2 separate regions of the Gossypium hirsutum genome follow, and region 1 is linked to region 2. Evidence: chromatin contacts called from public Hi-C data. All regions are on one chromosome and are shown on one strand. The core of a region is the stretch at or near the end of the contact, and the rest is flanking DNA. Distances in the headings are between cores, read along the strand shown.

What was found. A called contact is a pair of places that touch in the nucleus more often than the background predicts.
Region 1: a Hi-C map of leaf shows a contact between it and region 2, with 2.5 times the contacts expected there. The contact joins the promoter of LOC107945498 here to the promoter of LOC107945523 in region 2. A contact is called at or near these places in 8 of 34 Hi-C or Micro-C datasets (fibers, hypocotyl, leaf and 2 more).

The regions. Positions count from the first base shown.
Region 1 is chrD12:35,558,747-35,562,227 of Gossypium_hirsutum_v2.1, reverse strand. LOC107945498 (aspartic proteinase-like protein 1) reads right to left here and starts at 1,850. Exons shown (of 10, transcript XM_016879533.2): 1 at 1,343-1,850; 2 at 535-673. The coding sequence starts at 1,647.
Region 2 is chrD12:35,261,294-35,265,004 of Gossypium_hirsutum_v2.1, reverse strand. It overlaps LOC107945523 (protein CELLULOSE SYNTHASE INTERACTIVE 1), which reads right to left and starts at 1,535. Exons shown (of 8, transcript XM_016879575.2): 1 at 1,379-1,535; 2 at 900-1,060; 3 at 1-59. The coding sequence starts at 902.

The DNA of each region.
Region 1 (3,481 bases), core at 601-3,100, 300 kb before region 2:
TTGAATAAGGTGACAATTTTCCTAATCTAAGAAGCACAGAAATCAATATAGATCAATTCTTAAATTGATGGAGACAACAGGGCACTTTTGTTAAAAATAGACATCTAACTTATGGCAAGAATAAAATTGTTGGATGGTAAAATAACATTAAACTCATGGAATTTGTACATATTTTATGTAATGAACTCCATTTGATGTTTTTGCTTAACATAGTGTATGAAATGTAAGGAGTAGAGTATCTAACAAGGTAAAAGTTTTATCACTGTTTATTTCATGTGTAATCATCTGTTATTTTTTTCCCTTTTTTCCAAAGCAATGAATAAGTTGGCTCCATTATTAACAGTAAACAGCAGCCTCGTTGAAGGATTCATGTTACATAGTTACCAAACAAGCATCATGAACAATGTAAATATGCCACAAAAAGCATAACAACTAAAAGGGTCAAACCTTCAAAAAAAAAAAAGTAAGAATGATCATGAAAGTAAATAATACACCTAGAGTGTTTAACAACATAATCATAGAAAGCCGGCCTACCAGACTACTATAGTAACTGGCTGACAGTGGAGCACATTGCACACAATCGCATGGAACCCAAAGTAGATCGCTTCCCACATCCAACGCAACAAGAAATGAAACATTCGGTGTCCCTATATCAATCCAGGTGTAGTGTAACCTAAAATTTCAAAATTGAGTTTGTTAAATAATCAAATAAACAGCAGAGAATAAACCCTCAGTTGATATTTACAAAGATTTTATTTTTGGATTATAGAGTCATATACAGCTTAAAATCACCAATATGTCACATTCTCCATACGGGTTTTTCATGAATTGGGGGGGGGGGGCTGTTCAAACTTCAAAATTCTCCATTTTCTAAGGTTCCATCTTTCCATTACTGGTTCTAGAAAACCTAACCCTAACTTATTCCACTTCTATAATACATCTCTATTGGTATTGGAAAATGCTGTAAAAAGTACCCTAAGAGCATTTTATAAGTAAATATTTTCGCACTCGTTGCAGTAATTTCCATGCCATTAGCTAAGAACCTAGAAATTCATTTACAAGGAAATATAAACATTTGCACATAAAATTGCAATTTTTTTTAAGCCCGGCAACTTGCATTGTACGAAGCAATCATTGTCCATCAACAAAAAAGAAAAATCAAGCAACAAAAAGTGGAAGACTTTCCTTCAAAGAAAGTCGAATACCTTTTAAAAGAAAATATAATGGGGATTTTTTTTAAAAAAAAAGGAAACTGGAGAAAATTGAGCTACACTATTAGTCAAATATCGGTCAACAACATAGTTCAAATAAGATTCTTTTTTTTTAATTGGGGGGGGGATACCATCCGAAGTCATTTCCGAACGACGTCGTCTTACTCCCTTGAGAAGGGAAAACAAGATTGTACTTAGTCCCAAGCTTCATCTTCTGCCGCTGAAAATCGCTGTTGACAAGCAACTCATAGTACTCCAAATTCTTCATCTCCGGCCACCGAACTCCGCCGTCGTTCCTGAGAACCCTAAGCAGCTTCGCCTTATCGGAGAACCTATGAATGAGCCTGGAAGAGTAAGTAAAGTCCGCCGTAACATGGGAGGAGGAGAAGGCCAGAAAGGACACTAAAATCAGAAGCAAAGATCGCGTCGTCTCCATTGACAAAGATCTAAGCTTTTTTTCACAAAAAATAGAAAATAGAAATGCGTATGGAAATCAAAGCCGGAAAATGGGTAGGGATTTCTCTCTCCTTTCTTTGAGGATTTTTTTGGTTTCGAAAAAGGAGAAGAAGGGTGCGCAGTGCGCATAGGGTTAGAGGGAGTAAAGAGAGTGGAGAGCGTTGCTGTTGGGATAAATTTTTGGATCCGAGTAATAAATAGTAAGCAGGAAGTGTTAAAAAATAATAAAGTGGGATTAATTAATTAAGGAGTATATGTAGGTGGGGTCCAGTGGTGAGCAGGAAAAAAAAGGTAGTAGGTTGACGTGTCAGAGAAAAGAAGAAAAGGAAAGACGGGTTTGATTGGGGGAGGTTGTAATAGTCTGACACGTGGGGTCCGTTACGTTTGTGGGGTTTAGAGACGAGGAGACGGCGTGCTGATTCCTGTCCTTCACTTTCAACCGTTACCTTCACTTAGCTGCCTGCTTGCCCTGCCTTCTTTTCCTGTTTTTCCTTTACGTCTTCCCCCTGCTACAATTTATTAACTCAGAATATTTTACTCAATGTTTTTTTAGTGTTATTTTAGCAATATTTTTAAAAAGTATTGTAAAAACGTGTTTTTGATAAATGCTTTTAAAAAATTTAGTTTAAAATTTGATTATTTAGTATTACTGTTAAAAAGTATTTTTAAAAAATAAAATATATATTTTAGACATGTTATTATCAATTAATAAATATGTATTTAAATAATATTTAAATTAGTTAATATTATTATATTTTAGTAAGAATATAAAAAAATTATTATAACTTGTTGTTAATATTTTAATATATGAAATATAAATTTTAAATATTTTAAGTAATAAATATTAATTATTTATAAAATTTAATTAGAATATATAAACTACATTTTAAATATTTAAATATAACCATTAAATATTTGTAATTAGTATTTTAAAAAAATATTTTTTTATTTTTAATTAATAATTTTAACACATTTGTAATTAAGCACCAAGAGAAAAAGGAAAGTACTATGTTATTCGAGGGGTGAAAAAGTAATTAAGCACCAAAAGTATTTTTGGGAGGGGAAAAACTAAAATTTTTAGCTTCTCATTTTCATAAGTGCTTTTGAAAAGTTAAAAATTTCAGCCAAAAACAGCTTGTTCTGCACAGCTTTTCTTCCAAAAGTGCTTTTGGAGTCAAAAGTGTTTTTTTTAAACAATGAAGAATTGGCCCTTAATCACCACCGGTGGAATTACTAATTTATCAATTTGATTAAAAAATGTAAAATGAAAAAAATCTAGTTGAATCAATTTTTTAGTCAATTCTAACTGTTAGTATTAGTTTTCAATCTAATATTTGATTTAAAATCACGCTTTTGTCTGCTATTCTAGCACATGTAAGTCTCTTTGTTTTGCTGGTTTTTTGTTGTTTTTTTTTCTTTTTTTTTCTTTTTTTATGGTTTTTCTGAAGGCCGCGGCTTGGGAAGTGCCAGGGGTTTTTTTGAGAATCAGATTTAGAAAGGGGGATAGAGAACGAACTAGCAAATTTGTCATTAGAAGATGAATAGGATGAAACTTTAGTGGTTCGCAGTGATGTTGGTCCTGAACAAGTAACGCACAATTTGTGTTTGGTGGGTTGTTTCCTTACAACAAGTATCATTCATTTTCCTACTATGAAAAGCACTTTAGCAAATTTATGATATCTAGTGAAAGGTGTTCAGATCTCAGATCTAGGGGAGAAAAGGTTTTTATTTAAGTTTTTTTCATAAGATGGATCTGGATCAGGTGGTCAATGAGGCACCTTGGACTTTCAATAATAATTTATTGGTTTTCCACA
Region 2 (3,711 bases), core at 286-2,785:
ATAACTGAATGTGGAGTTGGGAGCTCCGAATCTTGAAGTTTGGCATCCCCATTTTTTTCCTGCAACCATAGACATAGGAATGTAATGATGTAAAATGCTTACAACTAGACATTCGCCACATTGAACTAGCCATGTGAAAGAAAAAAACATAATATACGATGACCATAAGAAGCTACAACAAGATATAGAGAACATATACAAGAAAAGCATTGGAGAAATCAGATCCAAGGGTATTTAGGTAACTCACATCCCTGATGATAATTCCAGGGGTTAGATGAAGTTGACATATACATTTAGTATTTCATTTCCCCATTTTTTTTCTTTTTCAGAGATGAGTGGGTCAAAGAGAAGGGGGAGGGGGGAGTTTGTGGTCTTGGAGACTCCAATAATACCAATTACCTACCATATGGTAGTTGGAGAAAATCAGAGAATACAGCGACAGAAGCATCACTAAGCATATATCTCTAAACTGATCTCTATGGAAAAGGGAAACTTTAAAAGAAATGGAGCCAACAGACAGCATTAATCCAAGCTAGCATGTTCGAACATCAGATCTTAAATATCAGTATAAATATATTTCCAAAAAGAGAAAAAGGCATTCAACCAACACATTACAATAAAATTTTGGGGTCTCATCATTCAAATTTTTTTCAGATTTTATTACTATTGAATTGCATTTCCAAATGATCGCCGCCAGATACACTGTTTTCCCAGCTTAAAGAAACAAATTATCTACTAAAAGGATGCATTTATTTATTACCAATGATTGCAAAATGAGATCTAAATACAGTAGAAAAAAGACCACCTAAACTTCATAATTGGAAAATATCATAAATTCACAATCCATACCCTTAATGCTAAATTATCCAAAGACTGAAGTCTAAAAACTAGAAACATACCATATCATTAGCAGCAAGGCCGCTGCTATTGTTAGCAGCAAACCGCCAAGCGAGTGTCGCTGCCAGCTTTGCTTCTTTAGTGCAAGATTCGCTGAATCTAAGAAAAAACTTAGCCCCTCTCCAGATTCAGCCACTACGCGTCGTCAAAACATTAAAATATCCTGCCAAACAGTAACCGAAATAAATTAAATGAGAAATCTATCAATCAAATCCAGATCAAGCATAAATCATCATAATTCAACAATAAGTGTATCTCGAAAGAGCAAAAATCCAATGCAGCTAATACTAGTAAACTAAAACGAAAGAAAACGAATCGAGAAATGAATCACATTTCCAACACTCTGATTTTTTCTTTTCATTAGGAGAGAAAACAGAAAACTGAAATGAATTGTTTTCCACTAAATTAAAGAATTAAATAAAGAATTAAAGAATCAAAACTCGATGCAAAGAATTAAAAAAAGAGATGTAGAGAAGCAAACCTTTAAAGAGAGAACAATTAATCAATTCTTGATTTGATATGAGAAAAACAATAACTAGAGAAATGATGAAAAGATAAATACTCCTATATATACATATTTTATATTTGTTCTTCTACTTTTTCTCTCTGTTCTAATTTTTCCTTTTCCTTTTTAAATCAGCTCGCTTACAGTTACAGCCGACGCTTTCAGTGAACCACCGACAACTTGAAGGGTCTACTTTTCGGGTCGGCTCGGCTCAGCTTGGCTTCTTGTGTTTTGAGCTCGGCTTTTGTAACGTTCATAATTCGAATAATTTTCTAACATGAATTAAAATTATCCACGCATCCCAATTATGTTTGTGTTCCCATCTAATCTTAAAACTTTTCAATTTAGATACTAATATTTGAATTTATTTCTGTTTTAGTCACTCGCGGTTAATTGAAAGCATTTTTTTAACTAGTAGAATAATATATTTAGTCTTCAATACTTACATATTCTATCAATTAGATACTACTTCCAAATAATTCAATAAATTTAACCCTTCACATTTACAAATTCTATAATTTAATCCTCGGACTTTCTACTCAAAGCTTTCAAGTTTTTAAATAGAGACATTCCACATCTGTAAATTTGTAAAACGCAAAAAAAGAAAAGAAACTAACGAGTCATTTGCCAAGTCAATTCTTGATACAATGAGTTTATCTTGAAACTTTATTGGCTTTTCTTTTTCTCATTAGTCTTCTTCTAAATATAATATTTTATAACACTTTGATTCACAAAATTTTGACAAAAGAAAATGGAAAAACCTTTTAAAAAATAATTTAGATTTACTCTTGATAACAGTATGATATTCCCATCAAGATACTTAGAAATAGTCCTCGAAGTTGGTTCTTCAAATTGGAAATTAAGGCTTAAAAAATATGTCATGAAAAAATCCAGTTGTTCAATCAATAATTATATAAGAAAAATTATGAACATTTAATTTTTCACAAGAAAAAAATGTAAAAGAATTAATTGAATGTCCATTTGTTACATTGATAATGATTTTTTTATTTTATAAATTGATTAAGAGATTACTATTTGTTCTATTTATTTTTAATTATTTGCTTTTAATTTTTAAATCCACAATAAGCAATGTGTATAACTATTAATCTAATTTAGTGTCAAATTATTTACTAAATTAATTAAAAACTAAAATTATGCTAGTCAGGGTGAAGAATTACTTTCAAAAATATTAAATTATTTATATATTATTAGTATATATTATAATTCTAAAATTTATATTTTCTATTATTTTTAATGGTGTTTAGTTAATTTCTAACACTAACTTCTTAAAAATATAAAATAAAAGGGTTATGTATAGAATTAGATAATTTCAACCATAAATAACACAATTAATAGATGTGGAGTACCTGTATTTTAAAAGTTGAAAACTTTGGTTAGGAAGTTTGAGAATCAAATTGATAAAATTTGTAAATGTGAAGGATTAAATTTATTGAATTATTTAGAGTTAAGATCAAATCGATAGAATATGAAAGTATTGATGACTAAATGTGTTATTGTATTAGTTAGAAAAAGACGTTACGTAATCAATTTAATGGCGGGTGATCAAAACAGGAACGAATTCATACATTGGTGTTAAAATTAAAAATTTTTAAAATTAGATGTGAATATAATTAAATGATCATTTGTATAATTTGCCCTCTAATATTTAGAATGTGTAATGTAAATGCAAACAAATTTAATTAATGATAAATTGCGTGTAAATTAAATTGAATTTCGGTCATTAAAATTATTTGGTTAAATTGAGAATTTTAGGTTCATTCGATGAAAAATAATTTAAATTTAAATTTTCTAATTTTATTTTTAACAATTCCATTCCAATCTTACAATATTGTGTACCATGATCCACTAACCAATAAATATGAAAAAGAAAAAGAAAGTAATTAAAAAATATATAATGGTAAATTTAATTTTTTGCTAATTAGGTTTTTTAGTTAAATTTTACTTTTAATCTTTTAAAAATAGTCGAATTTGATCATTAACCATTCAAAAAGAGCCGAATTTTTTTTGTACGTAAATATTTATTAAAATGTTAGTTGTTTTTAGAAGTAAAATGTTAGTTTTTTAAACATTACAGGCATGACAAGCTACGTATACTCCATGTTTTTTTTAAAAAAAATTATGAATTTTTTATAAATTTTTTATTTGAATTCTGAATTTTTGTTGTTTTAATATTTTATAAATAGTTTTATGTTAGCATGAAATATACATGGACTGTCTCGTGAGTTGCTACAGTAATATTATTAAAAAATTAATATTTTAATCAATATTCCTGTTTAAAAAAATAATTA